2 separate regions of the Sus scrofa genome follow, and region 2 is linked to region 1. Evidence: chromatin contacts called from public Hi-C data. All regions are on one chromosome and are shown on one strand. Each heading gives the region's core, a stretch centred on a gene start, on an enhancer-like site or on the middle of the called end of the contact. The rest is flanking DNA. Distances are from core to core; before and after follow the strand shown.

Region 1 (3,775 bases), core at 549-3,048:
GATGTGGCGGAGTTTCAGGATCCCTAGAGAAGGAGAGGAAAGGCTTCATGCCGCAACTTGCCTTGTACCTGGGAGTGCCTCTCTTCTGTCACACCCTGATTCAGGGGATGAGAGACAAGGACAGTGGTCCAACCACTTCCCCATGGTCCAAAGTGGCATCTTTCAGAACCTTGGGCTGGACCCCCAAGTTCTCCCTGGCTCCTCCCTCTCTCCCACTCCCTGGATCTTATTCGTTACCATATCTGGTCTGCCTACCTCCGCAGTATATTTTGATGCTGCCTATTCTTCTACTTCTTTCTCCACTGCCACTGCCACCACCCTGGTCCGGGCTACTGGCTGGCTCTTAAAGTCTCCTTCCTGGTCTCCTGTGAGCTGCGTGTGGCACCCTACAGGCCATTCTCTACTCACTAGTTAAGGGTGAGCTCTGAAAGGCTCCCATTTGACCTCATGGCTCGCCCTGAGCTCTCCCTCCCAGTCTAACCTCCAGAGTTCAGCAGTGGGAGCCCTGGGCACCCTGTACCCAGCCATCTAGGTTACTGGAGCTAAGCAACTCCCCGTGAGGTCGGCAGAACAGGAACTTCTAGGTGGGGAACTGGGCTCCCACATGAGCCTGGCTGAAGGTTACAAACCCAGCCGGGGCAAACCTGGAACCAGGACACAGGTTTTCCAGCTCCTAGCCCACCGCTTCCTTGACGGGACACCCTGGGGTCCTCAGATTTGTCCCCCAGGCTCTTTGGAACCCTCAACCGTTTAGAGAATGGAAGGTTCCACAGGCTTGATTCATCAGAGCAAAGGCGCTGGCAAACCTTGTTCTGCAGTCACTTCCACACTTCCTCATTCCCTCCAAATTTCTGAGGCTCTCTCCAAATCACACTCCCTAGGAAGATGCTAAAGGGGCCACAAGTCAACCTTTCACCCCTGGGGCAGGACATGGCAGAAACAGGTGAGCCCATTGAGAAGCGGGTTGGTTCTGCTTCTGTTCGGCCCTGTCCCAGGTTCTCTCCTTGCCTCCCCGTGCCCAGCACACTGGTCCGTGTACCCCAGAGATGAGGGTCATCCATGCAGGACTGGTGATTGGAGACCGTGATGAGGGGTGTGGCTGGGCCTCGGTTTTCGATGAGGTCGTACAGCACCTCCTTGTTGTGGACCGTGAGGTGGTTCATGTACTCTGGGGGCGGGGGGGAGAAAGGGAGTGGGGGTCTTGGCCTCCCTTCCCGGGCGCCCAGGGCTCCACCCCAGCCAAGCTCACACCCGCCAGTGCCCCCAACCCCGAACCCCAATTCTCGTTGGGCGTGGAGACCTGTGACCGACCCTGCCGCCTCAGCTTTGGGTCCACTCACTGGTCCAGAAGCAGCTGTAGGTGCCCACCAGGCCCATGACGACGCTGCTGGCCAGGGTCCAGGTGAGCGGCGGCACCGCAGGGAACGGCCATTTCACATGGAGGGGCATCTCCCCCCGGCCGAATTTCCCAGCACCCCCGCCAGAGGCCCGGCGCTCCCCCTGCCACGGGGCAGCCCGTGGGGCCGCTCGAGGTCTGTGTCCTCAACCGCTCGGGAGCCGGGTCCCTGACAGGCCCGCGCCACAGACGGGCGCCACGGCTCGGCGCTACAGGCGACTCAACCAAGGTCACCTCCTGGGTCAGGCCAGAAGCGGGCCCGGCCCCACTCTCTCGCCACAGACTAGCCGCCCCGGAACCGGGAGACAGGGAGCGGGCGGGAGCGCTCGCGCGGACCGCGGAGGCCGCCGAGCCCCGCGCACCCGCCGGAAAGCGAGTCTGCGACGCCGCCGAGCTGTACTCTCTCTGTCGCAAAACTCGCTCGGGCCGCTTGACGGCAGCGGGGGCGGACCCGAGGGCCTTGTGGCCCCGCCCCGGCCCCGCCCAGCTCCAGCTCCACCTGGGTTCGAAGCCGCCAGCCCGCGGCGCAGGGCTTTTGGCGCTTTACCTTATCTTAGGTAAAGTACCCGTGCGTGGGCAGCGAGGGCTGTGCTCAAGGTCGGGGCTGGCAGAGTACTTTTACTTTAGTTTTTGTCCACCTTTGTTTTCATTAATTTCATGTAAGATGGAATTAACCATTTTAAAGTATTTCTAATATTGTGTGTGTGTGTGTGTGTGTATAGTCTTTTTTTTTTTTTTTTTTTTTTTTTAGGGCTGCACCGGGAGCACGTGGAAGTTCCCAAGCTGGGGGTCGAATCAGAGCTGTAGCCGCTGGCCAAGACGACCGCCACAGCATGGAGGGATCCCAACTGGCTGCATCTGCAACCTGCACCGCAGCTCACAGCAACGCCGCCGGATCTTAACCCACTGAGCGGCACCCAGAATGGAACATGCGGCCCTATGGATACTAGTTGGTCTTACCCCTGAGCCACAACAGGAGCTCCGCATTTTATATTCTGTAACATATGTAATGTTATGTTATATATTGTATATATTACATTACATAATTTTACATACTCACCTACATACAGTTTTATATAATTAACAATATTACAGAATTGTACTATATATGTATGTAATATAATTTACTACATGATGTAATATGTAATATATCGCAGCATGTAACATGCAATAAGAAATTTATATATATAGGGAGTTCCCGTCGTGGCGCAGTGGTTAACGAATCCGACGAGGAACCACGAGGTTGCGGGTTCGGTCCCTGCCCTTGCTCAGTGGGTTAACGATCCGGCGTTGCCGTGAGCTGTGGTGTAGGTTGCAGACGAGGCTCGGATCCCGCGTTGCTGTGGCTCTGGCGTAGGCCGGTGGCTACAGCTCCGATTGGACCCCTAGCCTGGGAACCTCCATATGCCGCGGGAGAGGCCCAAGAAATAGCAACAACAACAAAAGACAAAAAAAAAAAGAAAGAAATTTATATATATAATAGTATTTTATATCATTTAGTACATCTGTAGTGTTGTCAACCACCACCTCCAACTAGTTCCAAACATGTTCATCACCCCAAAAAGAAAGGCCTGTACTCGTTAAGCAGTCTGTTTTTTATTTATTTTATTTTATTGTATTTTAGTCTTTTGTCTTTTTACCGCCACACCTGCAGCATATGGAGGTTCCCAGGCGAGGGGTCGAATCGGAGCTTTTGCTGCCGGCCCACGCCAGAGCCACCGCAACCCCAGATCCGAGCCGCATCTGCGACCTACACCGCAGCTCACGGCAATGCCAGATCCTTAACCCACTGAGCAAGGCCAGGGATCGAACCCACAACCTCATGGTTCCTAGTCGGACTCGTTTCCGCTGTGCCACGACAGGAACTCCCTATTTATGTTATTTTATTTTGCTTTTTAGGGCTGCAGCCACAGCATATGGAAGTTTCCAGGCTAGGAGTCGAATGGGAGCTACAGCTGCCGGCCTACACCACAGCCACAGCAACACGGGATCCCCGCCATGTCTTCAACCTATACCACAGCTCCCAGCAACGCCAGAGCCTTAACCCACTGAGCAAGGCCAGGGATCAAACCCGCGTCCTCATGGATACTAGTCCGGTTCGTTTCCACTGTGCCAAGATGGGAACTCCTGTTTTTTATTTTTAAAGCAAAGCATAATTTTATTGATTACATTTTTTCTTCCCAACCTTCTGCCCATCACCATCCCCAACCGTGACATTGCTCGGAAGACCATCCAATGAGGGCCCATCATCCACCTGCAGGCACCACCCGAGCCCCCTACTTGTTCCAGCAGCGACAGTGCAGGACCGCCACAGGGCACTGAGCTGCCAGCTCTCTAATCTCCTCTCCCGCACAGTTCTTCAGTCCGCCCTCGGCTTCC
Region 2 (3,775 bases), core at 689-3,188, 42 kb before region 1:
CGCCCCACGACGAGGAGGAACAGCACGAGGAGGCAGAGGGTGGGCATGGCCAGCGGCTGCCCCAGGGGACGGGCCTGAGGAGAGACGGCCACCACGGGTCGGAGGGCGCCAGCCCGGGCTGCCCAGCCCGGCTGCCCTGCCTGGCCTGGGGCCCCCAGCAGGCCAGGAGCCAGGCCACAGAGGGGGCAGGCTACCCACCCACCAGCACGCCAGAGCCCCAGATGGTGACCATGGCTGGCAGAGAGGAGGGGCCTCCACCGGGCGCAGGAGTGAGCGGCGAGCGCAGGCAGGCTCGGGGGCATCAATCACTCCCCACCCGCTGCTGGAAAGGGGCCCTGAGGCCTCGCCGCAGCTGGGCCACACCCAAGGGGGCAGCAGAGCCAGCTGCTGGGAAAGGCAGGCTGGGCGGCCCTCCCAGAAGGAGAACCCAAACACCAGACCCCCGAGCTGAGGGTGGCCAGCCCAGGCCACAGACACGCCCCACACCCCAGCTGGGGGACAGGGACAGGCAGGGAGAAAACAATCGCAAATTGGCAGCGGGTGTCAGGACACTACCCGGGACAGAGGCCCAAGGCTTCGAAGCCTGAGACCAGTCGCAGGACGCCACATCCAGGTTCCTGGCCGCAGCTGCCTCCCTGCCCAAGGCCTCCCTCTGCTAGCTGTCCAGGAGCCTGCTGTGTAGCCTATACCGGCTGCAACACAAAGCCGAGTCGCGCCTGCCCCCACAGCCACGCACAGAGACAGACATAAGTCAGGCTCTGCTCAGGCGCAGCCAGACAGATGCCCAGGCAGCCCCGCGCAGCTCTTCCTCCAAACCCAGAGGTTCGCTGGGGAAAGGGAGACGCAGGGGGGCCCGAGGAGCCCTACGGAAAGGAGGCCACGGTCGCAATACAGCTGAGACCTTGGGGAGATGGGCTGGGGGCGCACAGAAGCAGTACTGCGCTTGGCTGGGTCTTCACCCCTAGGCCACACCCAGCCCTCGACCAGCTCCAGGCAACCAAGCCAGTAGAGCAGTGTCGTGGCAGCGGACAGGGCAGGGCTCAGGGCTCCGCTCTCAGTGCCCAAGCCCCCAGGGAGACACAAGGTACCCGGCCGGGGCGGGGTGGGGGGGGTGCAGAGACCCAAACCAAGGAGGCACAGAAGAAAGCGGGGAAATGCATTTGCTGGAACAAGGAGCAGACACAGCCTGGAACTGCCGAGTTTCAGCTCAGACTGATCATCTCTCTGGGGCTCTTTTGTCAGGTCCGAATCCTGGACCCTCCATGCAACAGCCGGAGAAGAAAGAAAGAGAAGGAGGCCTCATCCCCTCCTCACCTCCTCCACTCGGCGGCACAGGAATACAAGCGGAAGAATGGGCCTGGGCAGGTGGCCTGGGAGACCTGGAGAGGCAGGACTGGCAGCCCAAGCGCCCACCCCAAACCTTAGCCTGTAAGTGAGAGCCTGGGGCATCACCGGCTCCCCCACCTCTCTGCTACAGCCCGGCCAGCAGAGCCCTAGGAGGGGACAGACCCTCGCAGAGACCCGGCTCCAGCGCCCACTCCCCAGTGCCCCGCGCTGTGCTCCTGGCCCGGCTCGCCCTGCCCCCACCAGGGACGCCCCCCTCGGCGGACCCACAGGGACCCCCATGGAGGGCGGCGCGGCATCAGCCCTTGCAGCGGCCGCTCCTCCGCCACAAAGGGTCGGTCCCCCACAGGGCTGGCCCCGGAGAAGGCAGGGGGCCCGGGCGGGCCCTGACCCCTTCGGGGCTGAGCCGAACCCCCGGGCTGCGGGAGCCCCGGGCCGCCGAGCAGGCGGGACCCCCACGGGAGGCAGGGGATGGCGGCCACCTACCTGTCCCTTCGCCGCCGCTGGCTCCGGGGGGCCGCCCTCCAGCCCCACACCGGCCCCGTTCGCGCGCCCCGCCGCCGCCGCCGCCGCCGCCGCACCCCGCAGCCCGCGCGCCAGCGCCGCTGCCGCCGCCGCCCACACACTGGGCCGGCCCGCCGCCGCCGCCGGGGCCTTTTAAACCCGGACCGTACCACCGCGCCGGGCGGGGGCGCCCGGGGAGGACCGAGCGGCGGGGCTCACGCGCGAGGGCCGCTCTCCGCGGAGCCAGGGAGAGGCCCAGGGCGCAGGCCAGGCCCCGAGAGCCGCTGGGTCCCCGCCCGCGAGCCGACGCCCCTCGCGCCGGGGCCGCGGCCGCGGCGCGCGTCTCTCCCCCTCGTCGCGGCCGGCGGCTCGGGCAGCCCCGGGAACCGCGCGCCCGCGCGCGCCCGCGCCACACCCCCTCGGGCCGCGGGCGCGCGCAGACCCCGCCCCGGCGCTCGGGGGCGCGCCTGGGGCCACCTGCCGCGCGCGCGCCGCGCTCCTCGTCCCCGCCCTTCCTTCAGGCGCACACCTGCCACGGCCTCGCGGCCCCGAGGCCCCTCTGCCTGCGACGGTCGGTGACCCCGGGCTCGGCGCGAGGCCTCGGAGCTGTCGGCCATTCGCACGGGGCCCTGCCCCACGCGCGGCCCTCGGTTTCTCTCATCGCCTTGGTTTCCTTGGCCTTTTCGGTTTAGACGGCTTCCTTGAGATGGCATCCATCTATCCTGCCAGTGGCTCATTTACAGTGTCACGTTGGGCCAGTGTCTGGTGTATTCACAAAGTTGGGCAACCAGCCACATTATTAGACCCGCAAACGTCTTCATCACCCCCAAAGAAAAGCCCCGAGTACCCACTATCAGTCCTCGCTGGTCCACCTCTCACCCGCCCTGGCACAGCCCACCTCCAGCCGGCCGCACTGCCCCCACCCCAGGCCCCGGTGCCCACTCCTCCACTTGCGGCCGATGGCTTTCCCTCTTCTGGCCGTCTCACAGCAGTGGATTCACACAATCCGCTTGGGTCTTTGGCGTCTGGGGTCTTCCGCTGAGCATGATGTTTTGATATTGTGACCTGTATCAGGACTTTGTTTCTTTTTAGGGCCAAAGAATATTCCATTACTTGGATATTCCACTGTTATTGATGCGTTCATCAATTGGCAGGCACTGCTGTCGTTTCCATCTTTCGGCTCGGGTGAACAACGCTGCTACAGACATTCCTCTCTATGTTTTTGTGCGAACGCGTTATCGTTTCCCTTCCACTTAGGAGTGAAACTGCTGGGACAAACGATAACTCTGTTTTTAATGTTTTTAAAAATTTATTTGTCTTTTTGCCATTTCTTGGGCCGCTCCTGCGGCATATGGAGGTTCCCAGGCCAGGGGTCGAATTGGAGCTGTAGGCGCCGGCCTACGCCAGAGCCACAGCCATGCGGGAATCCGAGCCGCGTCTGCGACCCACACCACAGCTGAAGGCAACGCCGGATCGTTCACCCACTGAGCAAGGGCAGGGACCGAACCCGCCACCTCATGGTTCCTAGTCGGATTCGTTAACCACTGCGCCACGACGGCGGGAATGCCTCATTTTTAATATTTTAAGAAAAATGGCCCAACTATTTTGCAAAGTAGCTGCACCGTTTTCCATTCTCATCAGCAGTGTATGAGGAGCGTATGAGGCTGCCAGTTTCTCTACGTCCTTGCCAAGCATTGTTAATATTTTTTTGTTTCTAGCCATCCTTGTGGGTTTGAAATGGTGTCTCATTTGAATTTCCTTGCTGACTAATGATGTTGAGCATCTTTTTCTGAGTTTATTGGCCATTTGCATATCTTTTTTATCATAGAAAGAAATCGGAAATGTCTACTTCAAGTTCCTTGGCTATTTTTTTTTCTTTTTAGGGCCGCACACGCGGCATATGGAAGTACATGGGCTAGGGGTAAAA

What was found. Hi-C and Micro-C count contacts between places; a contact is called where the count stands out from the background.
Region 2: a contact with region 1 is called in a Hi-C map of embryonic fibroblasts, with 1.8 times the contacts expected there. The contact joins the promoter of PLXNA3 here to the promoter of TAZ in region 1. A contact is called at or near these places in 2 of 47 Hi-C or Micro-C datasets (blood and embryonic fibroblasts) and 1 of 2 datasets of contacts at active chromatin or transcription factors (alveolar macrophages).

Annotation. Positions count from the first base shown.
Region 1 is chrX:124,938,059-124,941,833 of Sscrofa11.1, reverse strand. It overlaps TAZ (tafazzin), which reads right to left and starts at 1,798. Exons shown (of 10, transcript XM_021080761.1): 1 at 1,341-1,798; 2 at 1,040-1,168; 3 at 1-23. The coding sequence starts at 1,449.
Region 2 is chrX:124,980,470-124,984,244 of Sscrofa11.1, reverse strand. It overlaps PLXNA3 (plexin-A3), which reads right to left and starts at 1,938. Exons shown (of 34, transcript XM_021080740.1): 1 at 1,831-1,938; 2 at 1-74. The coding sequence starts at 47.